3 separate regions of the Mus musculus genome follow, and regions 2 and 3 are each linked to region 1. The links are chromatin contacts, called in public promoter capture Hi-C maps. All regions are on one chromosome and are shown on one strand. Each heading gives the region's core, a stretch centred on a gene start, on an enhancer-like site or on the middle of the called end of the contact. The rest is flanking DNA. Distances are from core to core; before and after follow the strand shown. Region 1 holds the start of Lysmd3 (LysM, putative peptidoglycan-binding, domain containing 3). Region 2 overlaps Gm41011 (a long non-coding RNA gene). Region 3 holds the start of A230107N01Rik (RIKEN cDNA A230107N01 gene).

Region 1 (2,727 bases), core at 98-2,597:
TTTGACAGATCCAAGCTAAATGAGAGCCACGTTTCACATCTCAGTTTAAAGTAAGGAGCACACCTGTTTCTACAAGGACGCTTGCACTCCCTTATCTAGGTCTTTTCTAAAAACAAAATAAAAAGCCCACATCTTAGATGTAGAGGATGTCTGTCAGTTTTGTGGAACCAGTAGCAAGTTGCATACATACATACATGTACTACCTCAGGAAGTATCTGTTTCAGATCCTCAAAAGCATCCATCAAAAGCAGAAAAGATTAGATCTAAAGCAATGCATATGGGTGGTTACGTTGCCTTAGGTATGCTATCCCTCTAAAGCGCTCTCCCTCCCATTCTTAGTACAGCTCTCTGAAATTACTGACTAATACCCAGAAGCCATTTGAAACAATGTGTTCTTCTATCAGTCTTTCCCTCACCATGTCTTAATCAGGAATCAAAAGACTCCCGTCTTCGCGCATCTGTCTCTATTCCTCTAAAATGACAGGAAAGCAAAATAAACAATCTGGACACTACGGTCTGACTGTTCATCTGTAATCCAAGTGCCAAGCTGCACTTTGGCCCAGTAAGGTAATGACATGTCAATCTACTAAAGATTAGAAAGTACACGGAATCAAAGCCATCAGCCTCAATTCTCTTTACCTCTCTGAATTATCTATGGAATCTATGGCTTCAGAAAACTAGAACATGTTGCATACTGCACTGCTGACAAACGTCCTGAAAGTGATCATCAATGGGTATCGTGAGCATGTTTTCATCCACCCGGTCTAGACCGGAAAGCGACCTCTCAAATCCCTAGGTACTACATATTAATTGCTGCATATTAATATTTGGTCTTGACCTTCGGCAGGGAGCAAGAGAAGACTCACAGGGCACAAGCCAGTTCAGCACTTAGGACAGAATCACCCCGATCCTATTCTCCAGGGCCAATTTTAAACCTAAGCAACAACTGCAAACTTCCTCCCTCTTCCATTCCACTCGCTTTTATTTTTATTTTTCCCTTTCCTCCGGACGTCCCCCGCAAAGATTACATCTCTGATTTCTAAGTCGCCGCGTCAGACTGGGACGCTTCGGAGCAGATGCTAAGGGGACAGGCAGAATGGCCCGGAAAGGGCTGCCCAAAACCGGGAGGTAAGAGTCCTTCCCGAACCGGGGACAGCGCCCCACGGTGACCCCCCGATCGACGTCCTGCCCCGCCCCGCCCCACAGCCACCGTCACCTGTCCTCTAGCAGGGGCGCGGCGACACGGTTATGTCCTCCACCACAGCCGCGGCCCCGGAGACGTTCATGACCGACTCTAGGTTCTCCGGTGTCTGGGTCCGCTTCTGCCACCGTCGCCGCCGTCGCCGCCGTCCCCGCCTTCCGCACCGACAGCCGCCGCCACGTCCGCAAACCTGCGGTGCGTCATCGCGTAGAGTAGGCGGAGGTGCGAGGGCGCGGGCGGAGGCGGGGAACCCAGAACCCCGCGGCCAACCGCAGGCCCACGCCAGCACGCAGGCGCGCCGATGCGGCCGGGGCGGGGCCTGATTTCAGCCCCGCCTCTAGCCCCGCCCGTCCGGGGGCCGCCGGGCCGTGTTGGACTCCTGCAGTCTGTGAATCTAAACCCAACGGGTCCTCCTGGCTAAGAAACGTACTGAGCGGAGGGCATGCTTGAGGAAGAGCCAATGGAGAGCCGCTGTGCATTTCTTAATGCTCTGTATCTGGCACTTTCTTCTCGGTGGGGCAGAAGAAAGCAAAAACACTGGGCCGTGCTTTACCATATCGAACGAGCCCTAGAGCAGCAAACAAGACAGGCAGAGTGCCTTGGGTCTGTAGGTCAGCAGAGTGAGCCACCTAGCCAAGCTAAGCTCACAGTGCCCTGGAGCTGCACTTTGATGGGACAAAGTTGTCAACAACTTGTAACTAACCTACTTGGATTTGAAAATTAACAGGACGCCATTGGTGTTGCACTATCTATGGCAGTGAAATAAATACCTCTCTTCTGACTTTTTTTTTTTTTTTTTTTTTTTTTTTTAGAAATTTGCCGAAGTGGTAAATACAGTGTTTGTATTTATGCGAATGATGTATGACATTTTAAAGGTGCACCTGGTGTTTTGTGCTGACGACCGACAATGCACTTGACTAAATGCTTACCCATTTAGGTCAACATTGCCTAAAGACGTACCACACTTTTCTTTACAGTCCGAATACTTAGTAATTATAAAGCCTTTGGAACGCTGTTCCAATTTCCAAAGGGTTTTTTGTTTGATTGTTTGTTTGTTTGTTTGTTTGTTCTGTTGGTTCCTTGGTCGGTTGGTTTTCTGAGAAGTGCCTCTGCAAGGACTGGGATTTTACTTACATTGCAATAAGCGCCTTTTACTTGAAAGGACAAGGCACTGTGCTGAACAATGCTACAAAGAACTCCAGGCAAAGACAACCGGGGAAAAAAAAGTTTGCCCAAGTTATTCTTTGAGCTCTTGCCCCTGTGACACCGCTGTCTGTAACCATTTATCACGGAGACATTTTCTCATCAGGAGACAAAGGATATATTCCGTTCTTGATGTGTAGGGCCTCGGCTGTTCAGGCCTCATGAATGTTAATGGAATGCAACCGTCTTTTTGCAAGTAGGTTACTTTTCTTATTTTAATGTCAATAGGCCATGGAATCCTTGGGAGAGTCTGAGGGAGAACGAATTCCAAGCATTTCTTCAGGACTACTACCTGTTTGCTTTGAAGAAACATCCTACACGAG
Region 2 (2,727 bases), core at 85-2,584, 2.7 Mb before region 1:
GGAATGTACCAACTCGCCGCCGGTTCACTGCAGTCTAAGAGCTCTCTGAACTGTTTCCTGTTGGGCTGGGAAGCACCACCTACATATTTCCCTCCAGCTAGAGCAGGAGCAGCTCAAGGGCAGAAACCGTTCTGAGCTGCTTGCTGTTTCTTTTCCTAATTTCCGTGGCACCTGGGAACTGCCAGCCACGTGAAGCGCTTTGCCTGGAAGATATTGCTCTGTTCTCGGCACACAAAACGCCCTCGATTCAAAAAAAAAAAAAAAAAAAAAAGTGTTCGGTAAATAATCTTAGCAAAGTGCGTGTTTAAATTTGCTAAGCCCTCACTTGTCCACCGAGTAAGATTTAAGGGGAACCTGCTGCAATTTCCTCTAGAAAGTCCTGAAGGTATTTCAGGGCAGAAGTAGATCTATAAAACAAGGTCACGCCACAGTTCCGGTTCCTCCTAAGAGGATCTCCAAGCACTCTAAAAGCGCGGTTTTCGCGACGGTATTTTCCCCAACTTTTAAAGGAATCCAGGTCAGTTCAGTGCGTTATTCAAAACTTGAAAATGTTTAGGGCGGCTTGGAAGAGCCTTGGTCACAGTCTGCGTATGCATAATACTAGCAAATTCGCCTTCTCACAGAATTATTTTTCCTTTCCGTAGGTCCCAGGTCATGTTTCCGTACCTACCATTTAACTTCCCACCTCAAGCAGGTCCAGCGCCACTGGTCGTACTGCTAGCCGCACTTCCCAACCTTCCTGCTCCTAAGAAGATATAACACCCTTTGATCTCCTCTCCAGTGCTTTGTGGCTTAAGGAACCTTGATGTGCAAGACAAATATGCTCTGTAACTGTGCGCACGCGGAACCATCTATCATCACCCTGCCTTTAAACATGACCGGTACTTTGTGTGTTTCAGAGAAATTAATCTGCTGTTTAGTGGAAGAAAACCAAGGCAAAACCATCTTCCTGCATGCACCGTCTTCTTGCAGACTCAACAGCATTTTCAGTGTCTCGGGCTCCCGCTCCGTAAACCACAAACTTGACCTTCGAGCGGATTTCAAAAGCAGAGGTTTCCTCCCTCTCCCTCTCTGGCTCCTATGGAGCGCCTGGGCATACTTGTGGGTAGCAGCTGCATGTACCAGAGCTGGGAACTATACGTCGAGGAGACTTGGAGATACTAGTGGGCGGCAGGGTGGGGGCTGGGGAGCGAGGCAAAGATGGGCGGGAGGAGAGGGAGAGAGGATGGGGTGGAGGGGGAGGATAGATCTGTCTGCATATGCATGAAGCACCCAGCACTGCCCTCTTCCCAAGCAGCTGCTGTGTGGGAGGCGGAGGAGGAAGGGGGAAGGGAAGGACTAAGATGGGCGGGGCGGCAGAAACTGCCTTTAAACTGGACCTCGGTTTGGAGGGCGAAAGAGGTGATTTGCATGGCGTCCGGTGATTGGCTGAGGTCCGAGGGCTGGGTCTGAGAGGCGGCCTCTGAATGGTTTAAGGAGAAAATCTCTGAATTCTGATTTCTAAAGTCGGGACCGCCGGGTAGATGCAGTATGCAATCAGGACGCAAGGAGGCGCGATGTCCTATCTTTGTTCTGCTTAAAAGGTCTTTTTCCGTCCTCCTTCAGCCGTCCCCGCCCCCACCCCCACGCGCAGACTCACGCAGAAAGTGCAGAGAAACCCTGTGATCCAGTCAACTGGCACTGCCCCGTCTATTAAGAAAGATGAACGCTCCTTTCTCTTCCATCTCCTTCATGGGAGACCACTTTTCATTTCAGATTATCACATCAATAAATATTCTTCGAGGAACAAAAAAGGCACTTTGCCAAAAGATAAAAGAATATATGTGAAATGTGTGGACTGTAGAGAAAGGCACTACACGAAGGCAAAAGAATAGAAGCACATATGTAAATAACGCACATAATCACATCAAGAACACAAAACACAAGGGCAGATACAGACAGGGCACCCGGAGAGAACGTGGGCTGCTCCCAAGGTCCTCAGAGTCTGCATGCTTCCCACACGCAGAGGCACACACCCGCTGATGAGCCAATGATCTTCCCCAACACACAAGCACACACACATAACACACACCTCAGAAAAGGCATTCACGCGAATTCACACGCAGTGAAAATTTTGCAGAGGAAATACTAGAGCAGAATTAAATGGTTTATCCCCTCCCCCTCCAAAATATACTCAAGCAAAATGATTCTACTTGCATATTACTAATACACGCAGGGCACTGAAAGGAGGAAAATGGCTCCAGTTGGGGCACACAGTGGAGAATACGTGTGTACAATGCATACACAGACACACGCGCGCGCGAGCATCTGTGGGCGGGACACACCCACAGCCTGTGTCCTCTGCCCATGGGCACAGGCAGAGGACAGATTCCATCAGCAGCGCTCAGTACAATTGTCGGAAGAAGAAACCCACCCTATTCGGCAACTATGAAACATGTCAGAGTGCCAAGGGTTTCTAAGACCCAGATCAATACATTCTTGTTACAAAAGTGGTCAAAAAAATAATTGATGCATCTTAGATAATTGAGTGCTGTAGCATATTCGCTCAAACAATACTTCGAAATGACTTCAGCCTGAAGATAGCTTTCTAAACTGAAAAAAAAAAAAAAATCCCTAAGAAATTAGATGTTCATTTGCTTTCTCTTGTTTTTTTATTATTATTATTTTTAAATAATAGTATGAATGCTAGTAGAGACAGCATTTTTCTCTTCCTCCAAAAGAGGGGAA
Region 3 (2,727 bases), core at 92-2,591, 2.6 Mb before region 1:
CAGCATAGTCAACTAAAGCTTGAACCCAAGATAGAAGTCTCTGCAGATGGTTTGAAATCGTTCATGTGGCTGATTGCCTGTTCAACTTTACCAGAACCCTAGGACCTTGGAAATAGCAACTATCTTTTTTAAATCCTTTTATGTTCCAGGAAGTAGTTGACTGCAGTCACCAGCCCCTACACAACCACCTGCCTTCCTCTCATAGTCCCCCAATAAAGCCAAACTTAGATGTTTCGAAATCCCATTCATTTCATCAATTAACTCCTGAACTGTGTGATCAGTCAGCACCCATTGCTTCTTATCTACAGTTGATTAAGACGTTCTTTGTACAAGTCCCTGAACCTTGTCCTTTCAGACTAAAACAGCAGAGAACTCTGAGAATGACTGGCCTCACGGTAAAACACCCTTCGGTTACTCCTTTCCCTCCAATCTCTCACACCAGGTTCTTTTTATGTTTACGTATCCTTCTCACCTAACCTTTAAGACACTTGCAAATAATATGGCTCAAGCTGTGCTCCCTCCTTCGATAGAGATGTACAATAGGAAATTACAAATTTTTCCTTTCAAGTTAAATCTGTTGGGACTCAACCTGGACATTTTCTTTAAAAGTGACATTGATTTTCAGTTCTGCTCTAGTTGAGTGTTAAGAGAAGCCAATTTTGTCTTAAGTGCCTCGGCGTTGCTTGTCTCCAAGGAGACAGGCAAGCGTGCAAAAAGGCACTGCTGCGTCCTTAAAATCTCAGCCAAAAGCCTGCGGCGGGAAAAGGTGGCAGGGACAACGTGGTGGGTAGAGCAAGGTCATCAGTGGGCCACCTGGCGCCACAGGACACACGCGAGGGCAGACTCCTTAGACTGGGTACTCCGACAGACCCGCCCCTCTCCAACCCCACAGGTCCCTCGGCTGTCTGGAACCCCGGCGGCGGCCGCGCGCACTCTGGGAAGGTTGGGGTCCTGCCAGCGGTTCATCCCAACGCTCCAGCAGGTTCCATTCCCAGCAGGGACATCAACCGGCTCCTTTCACAGACTGACCTCCCTGTCCTTTCCTCCTGAAGGTTGTCACTCTCATCCTCACAAGACTCACCATAACGCCAAGAACAGGTCGTGGGACAGACAGTCTAGAGTCCCCGGGACCGTCCAGAATCTCCCCTTCAGGTTCTGCAAAACGGAGCTCTCGAAACCGCGAAGGGAAAGGTCTTCCGGCTCGGCCGGAAGTCCTGCCCGCATGGGACAGGAAGTTCCTCCCTCTCCGGACCGCCAGCGACCCCACGCCACGCAGAGAGGAGGAGCCGCAAGGCGTTCTCTAAAGCCACTTCCGTGGGTGTGAGGCTAGGGCGGGGGGCGGGGCTGACCTTGAGAACGCAGGGGCGCAGGCGCACAGGTAGGTGGGCGGGGCGGGGCAGGGCGGGGCGGGGCGGCATGCCCGCAGGATTCCTAGGTAGGTGCGGTATTTTTCGCGGGCGCTGGTGGTCGGTTTGTGCTGCTGCAGGGATCAGCTGGGTGGGTGTAGCCCTCGTACTCTGACGGTTTATTGAGGGTAAAGAACCTTCTTGGCTGTATTCATGCTGAGATCATTCAGAAATTGTTTAGCTCAGCCAGCCTCTTTTCTGTCCGCTTTCCTTACGCAGTACCTTGGAATCTCAGTTAAAAATTCATGCTGTCCAAGCACCTTCCTCTCTTAGGTCAATGGAATGTGACCTTTAGAAGTTCTTTGCTCTTCACAGACGCCAGCTCAAGCCAGAGGATATCTACAAAGAGCAGAGGAGCTAAGAAGAAAATTCAGTATGGACATTTCCTACCTACTTAATACCAATATGAACAAAAAGGGCCTTACAACATTCTCATATACATACATACATAAATACACACACATTTATGCTTTATGACACCTCCCTCCTTCCAAATCTGTACCAGTGAACTTGCCTTTATATTGTGATGAGGGTTAACCATAGAGGTAAGTTTGAAATAAGGACACAGAGCATCTTTGGCCCAGAAATTATCACACCGTTTAACGATCCTTATGGAAACATGCTTATCTCACCCTTCTCCGTGAGATACCTTTTACCATAATGTGGTTCTCTTGTGGAGTCAGAACTGGGGAGGAAATTCATCTTCAGCAGTCAAGGTTGCACAAACTTGCAACTATGAAACAGCTATGATGTTCAACCTCTAACTGGCCCAAGGACCCTGGGAAACAATCCTGAGCTACCTAGAGATGTTAGATTGGTGCTGTTTCAAAAGGATACAGAAACAAAGTTTATACATTATGTTAATTTTTAATGGTGGGGGGAGATAGGGTGACAGGTGATAGAGAAATTATAAGAAATGAGAGAAGCTACTCCGAGACCAATAGCCTTGAGGAATAGTTTGTGAAACTGAGAACTTCCCCAAGGGTTCTGTTACTGCTTTATAGAAACAAGCCTGTTAATAGACAGGCCCCAGGGCAACTGCAGTATAGTAAAGAAGGACTCCGGTTGACCGCTCCTGTATCTGGGGGAAGCCATTGCTATCCTTGAGAAAGAAAAGATGGAGGTGGCGAGTGCCTATCAGCCTGTCAGTGACATCACATTCTGTGAAGTCTTGTCTTTCACTTGTGACACAGTGGGTCTTCCATCTGTCCTAAACCTGGCAGCCTTGTTAAGGATCAGAAAACATCTTCTCCTATATGACAGTAGGATAGGAATTATTAGCAGGATAGAATCCATTCCTGCCAGAGGAAAAACAAGAAAT

What was found. Promoter capture Hi-C pulls out the DNA fragments that hold promoters and counts their contacts.
Region 2: a promoter capture Hi-C map of pre-B cells shows a contact between it and region 1, with 5 times the contacts expected there. The contact joins the enhancer-like site here to the promoter of Lysmd3 in region 1. A contact is called at or near these places in 3 of 39 promoter capture datasets (the C10 cell line, liver and pre-B cells), 1 of 484 Hi-C or Micro-C datasets (cerebellum) and 2 of 115 datasets of contacts at active chromatin or transcription factors (embryonic forebrain and embryonic stem cells).
Region 3: a promoter capture Hi-C map of pre-B cells shows a contact between it and region 1, with 6 times the contacts expected there. The contact joins the promoter of A230107N01Rik here to the promoter of Lysmd3 in region 1. A contact is called at or near these places in 6 of 39 promoter capture datasets (frontonasal cranial neural crest, hippocampal neurons, liver and 3 more), 3 of 484 Hi-C or Micro-C datasets (B cells, CD4 T cells and uterus), 1 of 115 datasets of contacts at active chromatin or transcription factors (astrocytes) and 1 of 9 other capture datasets (liver).

What each region holds. Positions count from the first base shown.
Region 1 is chr13:81,656,426-81,659,152 of GRCm38.p6, reverse strand. It overlaps Lysmd3 (LysM, putative peptidoglycan-binding, domain containing 3), which reads right to left and starts at 1,347. Exons shown (of 3, transcript NM_030257.1): 1 at 1,217-1,347.
Region 2 is chr13:84,346,843-84,349,569 of GRCm38.p6, reverse strand. It overlaps Gm41011 (a long non-coding RNA gene), which reads right to left. Exons shown (of 2, transcript XR_873707.3): 1 at 671-2,727. Among named protein-coding and RNA genes, the nearest start is that of Gm41011, 4.3 kb to the right of the region's middle. Within about 2 kb of position 1,334, at least 244 of the 459 cell types and tissues checked have an H3K27ac peak or open chromatin away from gene starts, as enhancers often do. A contact at or near this core is called in cerebellum, embryonic forebrain and pre-B cells, where this site is marked.
Region 3 is chr13:84,220,789-84,223,515 of GRCm38.p6, reverse strand. It overlaps A230107N01Rik (RIKEN cDNA A230107N01 gene), which reads left to right and starts at 1,341. Exons shown (of 2, transcript NR_138587.1): 1 at 1,341-1,378; 2 at 1,626-2,727. It overlaps Tmem161b (transmembrane protein 161B), which reads right to left and starts at 1,220. Exons shown (of 12, transcript NM_175187.5): 1 at 1,082-1,220. The coding sequence starts at 1,084.